Linked DNA regions of Sus scrofa: region 1 is linked to region 2. Evidence: chromatin contacts called from public Hi-C data. All regions are on one chromosome and are shown on one strand. The core of a region is the stretch at or near the end of the contact, and the rest is flanking DNA. Distances in the headings are between cores, read along the strand shown.

Region 1 (3,708 bases), core at 1,094-3,593, 680 kb before region 2:
TTACTTACCATCTTCTGGGCAAACTTCTTTCTCAGGCGCTTAATCCTAAGCTCTGCGAAATTCTTTCGCTTTTTCTTAAGGGTTTCTGGCACAGCAGGAACCTTCTTTTTCTTCTCTTTGACACTGCCAGACAAAACATTAACATTAATAGTTCGAACGCTCACAGCATCGCAGCATTCCCCTGTTCTATCTAAAACGCTGTCTCAACGCTATTAATGCCTGTGGCTCTAAATGTATTTTCAATTGCCGTAGCACGCCCTGTTGCGAGAAACAGATTTGAGGGAACTTCTGGGCCATTTTACCCTACTTTCAACACAGACCAAGAGTCACAAAAACAGTCAATTCAGACTTAATCTACCATCAGTTCCAGGCTCCCACAACAAAAATACAGACAGCTAAAATATGCGACTGATGCAAGACAATGACAGCGAACTACCAATCAATCTAAAAAGGTGTAAGAATCTCAAAACAAAACCTCAACTGCCGCCCCGGTTCAAGCCTCAAACTCCACATGCTGTAAGTAAAGGCCGGGGGGCAGGGACGCTTGGGGCAAACAGCAGCCACGGAAGAACCCAATTCAGAGGCTCTGAGTCTCCCTGAAAAGAAGGGAAACTGGACAACTGGTCAGTCCCGCACACATTCAGCGCTCACACCTTGCTCCTGGTGTTTCCAAAGCCTCCGCCCCAAGGCCGCCGGAATCTCATCTTAGCCTGAGACCACCGCTAGTGTCACACAGCGTCACAAACACCCATATAGGCTGGCAAAAGTACATGCTACAATCGGACCGGGGGAAAGGGAGACAAAAGGTCTCTGGTTTCGGGGATGGAGAAGGATTCTGGAGAAGACGAGGAGCAACTTACTCTGCGCCCTCCATGGTTCCAGCCGGGAAAGAGGAAGTTAGCGCATGCGCGCTGTCCACTTAAAGTCGGCGAGCGTGAAGCCCCACGACTCATAGGTGTCCCAGGATAAGCCAGAAAAGAATTCAGAAGTGAGAATTCGCCTTGCGGACGCAGAATTAAGAACTTCCTGATTCAGCGTCGTACGACCAAGTTTCGAGTAAAATTCTTATGGGAAAAATGAATGCATTGGTTAGACTCTTTAATCAATACGATGAGAGCAAAGAGTGCTGACGCCTAGACTATTTGGGGTCCTAGTCCCTAGGCTGCGTTGACAGAATACGGCTCGTATTCTACCCAGTAATATTGCAAATGACACGCCAACAAGGCGCGAACTACAAATCCCGGCATGCATCACTTTCGTTGCCCGTCCGGCGGGAGGGCAACACTTGACCGAGACTGTAGGGAACCACGGTGGTGGTGATTCCAGCCGGGGAAAGTGAGAGCCCTTTGGCCCACCTTCCAAAGGACCAACTACGATTCTAAGCCTCTCCGGCTTTTGATCGCCTTCTCGGCTCTTTCCCAACCCTAGTGGCAGACAGGCACGACGGTTGCCGCGCTGCTGAGGTCCTTCTCTTCGTTCCTTCAGCCCGCAGGGCTGTCTTCTGCAGCGCCTGATCGCAGGCGGGGCCGCCCAGAGCCCCCTGGTTAACCAAAGTGACGAGTCAGGGACAAGCGAGGACCCGACGGCCGGAGGAGGATGGCCGGGGCACTGCCGACCGTCGGGCTTGGCAGGCGGAGGCCGGGACACCCCACGGCAGGGGGCGTGAACCGCGAAGGGAGGTGCGAGGAGGGCTGGAGGCTGCAGCCACGGCCCTGTGAGAGGGGCTGCCCCGCCGCGGTTCGGCGGACGACGGGCGGGCGGGCTGGGGGCTGGGCCGGGGGCGGGGTGCGCCCGGGGCGGGGAAGGCCGAGCGGAGGGAGGGCCGATGCCGCCGCCGGCTCTTCCCGGTCGCGGGTTATATAGCGCGGAGTGTGGAGCCCTCTCAGAGGCGGCCGGGAGCGCTCCGACTTGCAAGCGGCGCTGTGCTCCGGAGCCCGGTGCCCGAGTGACAGCCGCGGGGAGTGCAGGGCAGGGGGACACGAGACCGCGGAGGCAGCTGCAAGCCGTTGCGGAGCGCTCGCCTGCGCGGAACGAGTCGCCCCTTCCAGGCGTTCCCGCTGCCCCGCACCCCACTCTCCCACCCTCTAGCAACTTGGGTTAAGTTGACAACTCCGCGGCGGCCGGCCGGCCCGTGCCGTCTCCGCTGTGCGCCCCTCCCCCGGGGTGAGAGGGAGCCGCAGCGCCGGCTCCGGGGGCGCTCGGGCGGCGGCAGCTTGGCCATGAGAGCCACGCGCGCCGCCTAACTCGCGGCTGTCACCGCCGCTGCAGCGGGACCGGCCGGCGGGGCGGGCGCTCCGGGACGGGCGGGCGGCCGCCGGCAGGAGGCGCCGAGTCGGGTGGCTGCGGCGGCGGGCACAGCCCGGGGCCACCGCGACGAGCCCGAGCGGGAGTGGCGCCGCGCACTCTAGCCCGGCGGGCACCTCGGGGGCGGGCGCGGGGCGCTGCCTTCTGTCCCGGCCGCTCTGACAAGCGCCCCGGGGCCGGGAACCGGGCTGCGCGGCACGGGGTGGGCGCGGACGCGGGCGCTGGGCTCCTGCGGAGACCCGGCCGTCGCGATGAACATCGTGGTGGAGTTCTTCGTGGTCACTTTCAAAGTGCTCTGGGCGTTCGTGCTGGCCGCGGCGCGCTGGCTGGTGCGGCCCAAGGAGAAGAGCGTGGCGGGCCAGGTGTGCCTCATTACGGGCGCCGGCAGCGGCCTGGGTCGCCTCTTCGCGCTCGAGTTCGCCCGGCGCCGGGCGCTGCTGGTGCTCTGGGACATCAACACGCAGAGCAACGAGGAGACGGCGGGCATGGTGCGCCACATCTACCGCGACCTGGAGGCGGCGGACGCCGCGGCGCTGCAAGGTAACTGGGACCTGCGCCCGAGCATTGTTGGGTCAAGCCCCTTCCCACCCCCGCGTGCCCTTCCCCGGAGAGCCCCGAAACCCCACTGTCACTGTCAACCTGGGTCTCGAGGAAGAGAACACCCCCCTCCCGCCCCAGCCCTGTCTTCTGCGAGTGGAATTTGCCCCCTGATAAAGGAACATGATCACCTCTGCTTTAGAAGGGAGAAAGTGCGCCAAAACCTTGTCTTAAAGGAGGTCCTGTCCTTTAGGGGACGACTCTGGGGTTTCGGAAGCCCTCGGGCTAAGGCAGGCAAGGGAACTTGTTACTACCAGTTTGAATCCTAGAGAAATGGGAAACTAGTGTCTTTGCGAAGTTGTTCTCAGAGTGGACTGGTGGTGCATGTGTGCTGGTTCCTGAGGTCTGAACCTCAGAAACTAGGGCAGCATTTGATGATTTCACTCTAACTTTAGCCAGAGGGAAATAATTACATTGTTTCACTAGAGATAAGTCAGTACTTTAGTTACGTACTCAGCCTGATTGAAAGATACCTCGTCTCTTAAGGAAAAACGCTTTGAAGGATTTAAGCCTTATTGTAAAATGCATTCCATCTTTTTGGTAACTTTTGGAAAGTCTACATTTCTGGATATTTATTAACCTGAATCTGAGATTTTTTTTTAGCCAAAGCGGAGACCATCACCAACCATAAGTATTGATCCAGGAGAGTTGATAATGGCTCTTGCTTTTTTTTTTTTTTTTTTTTTGGCACTTCTTCATTTCCAGGGAAAACATTTAACTATATCCAGAAGATTAATTTGAGCAGCACCCCTCCCCCATAGCCATCATTTGTCACCAAAATTACTGGCACCTGCATTTTTAGGTCAG
Region 2 (3,979 bases), core at 173-2,672:
GAGGGTCTGCCCCCCTTTCCTTCTCCAGCTCCTTCTCCCATCCCTCCCCTTGCTCTCCGTGTTCTGGACCCTCCTCCAAAACCTTCGTCCACACGGTCCCCTCTGCCTCGGCTCCACGCCTCCTCGCTTCCTGACCCTTATCCCTTCATCTTTGTAACAAGTGTGGCTCTTCCCTGGCTCAGGTGCTACTTTCTCAGGGAATTATCATTAGGTAGCATGCAGCACACTTCTTACACTTTTGATACTGGGCAGAGGCAGGCCTGAGTAAAACCCTGTAGAAACTATATAACACGGAGCCAGACTTCCGGTCTCCGTGGCTTTCTTGTCCTCATATCCCTTCCCTCACCCACCCGCCTTTAACCTCACCCAAGCAGGGCCAGCTTTCTTTGTGACATACTCCCGTAGGCCTGGGTCTCTTTCTTTCAGTACTTAGCACTCATTTTGTCATTATATGGATCACCCATCACCAGACTGAGCTCCATGAGCCCAGGCAGCGTAGTCAGCTCAGTTTTGCTTAACAGTTTTGACCTAGTACCTAGCCTAGTACTGAGGCGTGAATTTGCTCTGCATCCATGTTTCTTGAATGGATAAACGAATATTTTCTTCTTATAAAATATTCAAATAATACATTAACCACAGCAAGAAATATTCATGTGATCATCACTTAATACTTATTGAGCACCTGCTATATGTTAGATCCTGCTCTAGATGGTGGGCACACAGCATTTAGCCACCCAGGCAAGAAATATCCCTGTCCTCATGGAGTTGATATTTTTGTGGGAAGAGACTGACAACTAAATGACAGACTTTTTAAGAAGCAAGCATGCTGTGTATGTGCTTTGAAAAACGATAAAGCAGGGAAGGGCTATGATAAGTTCCCAGGAGGATGGATACAGACCCACCCCCTCCCTAAATGTGACTGTTGATCTTGGAGGCCTGCTGCCAACAAGGGTACAACCCAGCACTTTCCTGGAATGTGGAGCATAGATTAACCACCTACAAGGATTCACTGCCCTCTGTCATGGGACTCGACCACCTACTCCTCCCTTGACCTTCCCCTCCTCTTTCATCATTCCTGTCACACGTTTCCACCATGAACTTCCTCCCCAGATTCCCCCGCAGAGCCTTTATAAGCTCAGCACCTCCTCACAGTCAGAGCCGGCACCATCTTGAGCTCAGCCCATCCTCCTCTGATGCCTTCATAAATCTCTTTTGCTTTACCAACTAGGCCTTGCCCGTTCTTCCCTCCGCAAACCTAACAGGGTAGAGACCAGGGGGAGAGCTGGTCATGGTTGCACTTTCAGATAGGGTGGTCAGGAAAGCTGCTGCTGAGAAGATGAGATGTGTGAGGGAGCCAGCCATGTGGCTTTCTTTGGTAAAGGCAGTGTAGTTGAGAGAATAGCTGATGTCAACACTCAGCAGTTGGAGTGTGTCTGGTGTGTTTGAGGACGAACAGGGAGCTGTTTAAATGGAGTGAGTAAGAGGAGATGAGTCAGAGCGGTGGGGTCATTGGGGGTGGGTAGGCACATGCTTTCAAGTTGGATAGGCTGTCAGGACTTTGGCTGTTGCTCTGAATGAGATGGAAAGCTCCCAGGACATAAGCTCACATTGAGAAAAGGCTTATTCAGGCAGCCATCCACTTAAACGTGGGAAAAAACTGGGGACAGTTTGTGATCATCTAGGTAGGGAAGGAAGGAGGCAGTTGGGAGGCTTTTGAGCAATCCAGATAAAAGATGATGGAGGAAGTGGTGAGGAGTGATCTATGCTGGATATATTCCGAAAGTAGGGACAACTTTAAAAATACTTTTGTCAATGGGTTGGGTGTAGGCTATGAGACAGAGGAGTGAGGGATGATTCCAACTTTTTTGCTTGAGCAAATGGAAGGATGCAGTTGTCATTACTTGAGATGGGAAGTCATGGAAGAGCAAGTTTTAGGGGAGAAAGTCAAGAACTTGGTTTTAGACGTGTTGAGAATCTATTCGACATCCAAGTGGAGATTTTGCAAGGGCAGTGGAGAACTGAATTTGAAGTTCAGAAGAGAGTTCTGGGCTGGAGATCAACACTGGGAAGTTGGCAGCATGTAGACAGGAGTGTCAGTAAAGAAGAAATAAGGGGTCCAAGGATTGAGCCCTGGGGTTCTCCCTCATTAGGGGTGAGAGGCTTAGCAGGAGCCAGCAAAGGAGAGGGAGTGGCTGTGGAGGTAGGAGGAAAACCTGGAATGCTGGCCTATTGGAAGTCAGGCGAAGAAACACTCAATGATTTTCATCTGCTGATCTGTTAAATAGGATGAAGACGGAGTATTGACCTTTGGATTTTGCAATGTGGAGGTCTGTGATATGATAATGACAGTCCTCTGATTTTTGCAACGGTCAATTCCAACCACATGCCACCCAAATGTGGGAGTCATATGTTAAGCTCTCTGGATGCCCCGGCCATCCCCACTCACTAAGGTTTGAGGTAGGGGGGCAGATTCTTACCTACATCCATTTCATCCCTTAAGCAAAGGGGTTTGGAGGTGGGGATCACAAGACAATTTTGTCTAAAAACAGGTCCACAGATCTTCTCCTTAAAGATCCTCCCTTGGATAAAAGGTTGCTGGACCTTTTTAAATACCTGATGTAAATACTTTTTACTACTTGATGTAAATACTGTATGTACTTGATGTAACTATTTTTTACATACCTCATGTTGATAGCTCATTCTGTAACTCCTGAAGGGGTTCAGGAGCTGTGGAATGGGTTATCAGACATTTCCTCTTCCCTGATGTTCTGGTGTATGCTGCAGCCTTAGCTCCAAGGATGGGTCCTGATTTGCCGGATCAGCCAGTGTGGGGTACTCTCTGGGGAATGACTGGTCCATTTGGGCACATGACTGAAGTTGGCTCAGGCTGCAGGGAAGAACCACACTTCCTTGGCTGTCTCACAGGATGTAAGTAAGGAGGATGTCGCCTCCATTCCTGCTGAGCATCATCTGGTGACCGTAAGGGGAAATAGACTTGGGATGAAGCCAGTGCTGTGGACGGAAACATGGAGAATTAGAAGCCGAAACTGCAGACACTGCTGAGTCATTGAATCAACTAAGCCAGACCCTGCCATACCTTGGATGGTTTTGTTATTGGTTTAGTGTGTTGGAGTTCAGGACTTTCTTACTTGCTGCTGAAAGCCTTATGGTTGATTTACAGTTACATTGTCTGACTCATCCCAGAAGTCAGGCTAATTTCAGATTCTAGCCCTCCTTTGATCCTTTATTCCCTTCTGACTTTTTCCATTGTCTTTTTTTTTTTTTTTTTTGGCCGTGCCTATAGCATGTGGAAGTTCTATGACAGTGATTGAACCTGTGCCACAGCAGTGACCCAAACTGCTGTAGTGACAATGCCAGATCCTTAACTGGCTATGCTGCAAAATAATGCCAACATTGCTTTTTTAAAAACTTTGATTTTTAAATTAAGTTTTAAAAATCGAAGCGACATTTATGTTATATATTTCATGTGTACAACATTATATTTCTACTTCTGGAAACCCTGCAGCCTGCTCACCCCTAAAGATTCAGTTTCCATCTCTCTCCATGTGGTTGGTCCCCTTTACCATTTCACCCTCCGCCAACCCCTCCCCTCTGCTAACCACCACTCTGTTCTCCAAAGCTATGTATTATTGTTTTTTCCATGGCTTTTAACACTTCCATTGCTGATACTTGTGGGGCCAACTTATTTATTAGGTCTAATGGACACAGGGCTTAGGGCCCTCAAAAATGTTTTAATTTTTCTTAAAATCAGAATTTAAAAAATGAATATAACAATGAACAATAATACTGACTGTACTCTGGGTTATATTCATGTTTATGCTAAGGCAGGTATAAAATGTACTTTTCAATATGTGCTTTTTTTTTTTTTTTTTTTGTCTTGTCTGTCTTTTTAGGGCCGCAGCTGCGGCATATGGAGGTTTCCAGGCTAGGGGTCTAATCAGAGCTGTTGCTGCCTGCC

What was found. Hi-C and Micro-C count contacts between places; a contact is called where the count stands out from the background.
Region 1: a contact with region 2 is called in a Hi-C map of alveolar macrophages, with 2.1 times the contacts expected there. The contact joins the promoter of RDH10 here to the enhancer-like site in region 2. A contact is called at or near these places in 5 of 47 Hi-C or Micro-C datasets (alveolar macrophages, embryonic fibroblasts, omental adipose tissue and 2 more).

Annotation. Positions count from the first base shown.
Region 1 is chr4:62,599,616-62,603,323 of Sscrofa11.1, reverse strand. RDH10 (retinol dehydrogenase 10) reads left to right here and starts at 2,343. Exons shown (of 6, transcript XM_021089230.1): 1 at 2,343-2,844. The coding sequence starts at 2,556. It overlaps RPL7 (ribosomal protein L7), which reads right to left and starts at 894. Exons shown (of 7, transcript NM_001113217.1): 1 at 861-894; 2 at 9-123. The coding sequence starts at 874.
Region 2 is chr4:61,920,959-61,924,937 of Sscrofa11.1, reverse strand. It overlaps a transcript of LY96 not described here. Among named protein-coding and RNA genes, the nearest start is that of LY96, 28 kb to the left of the region's middle. Within about 2 kb of position 1,422, at least 11 of the 83 cell types and tissues checked have an H3K27ac peak or open chromatin away from gene starts, as enhancers often do. A contact at or near this core is called in alveolar macrophages, where this site is marked.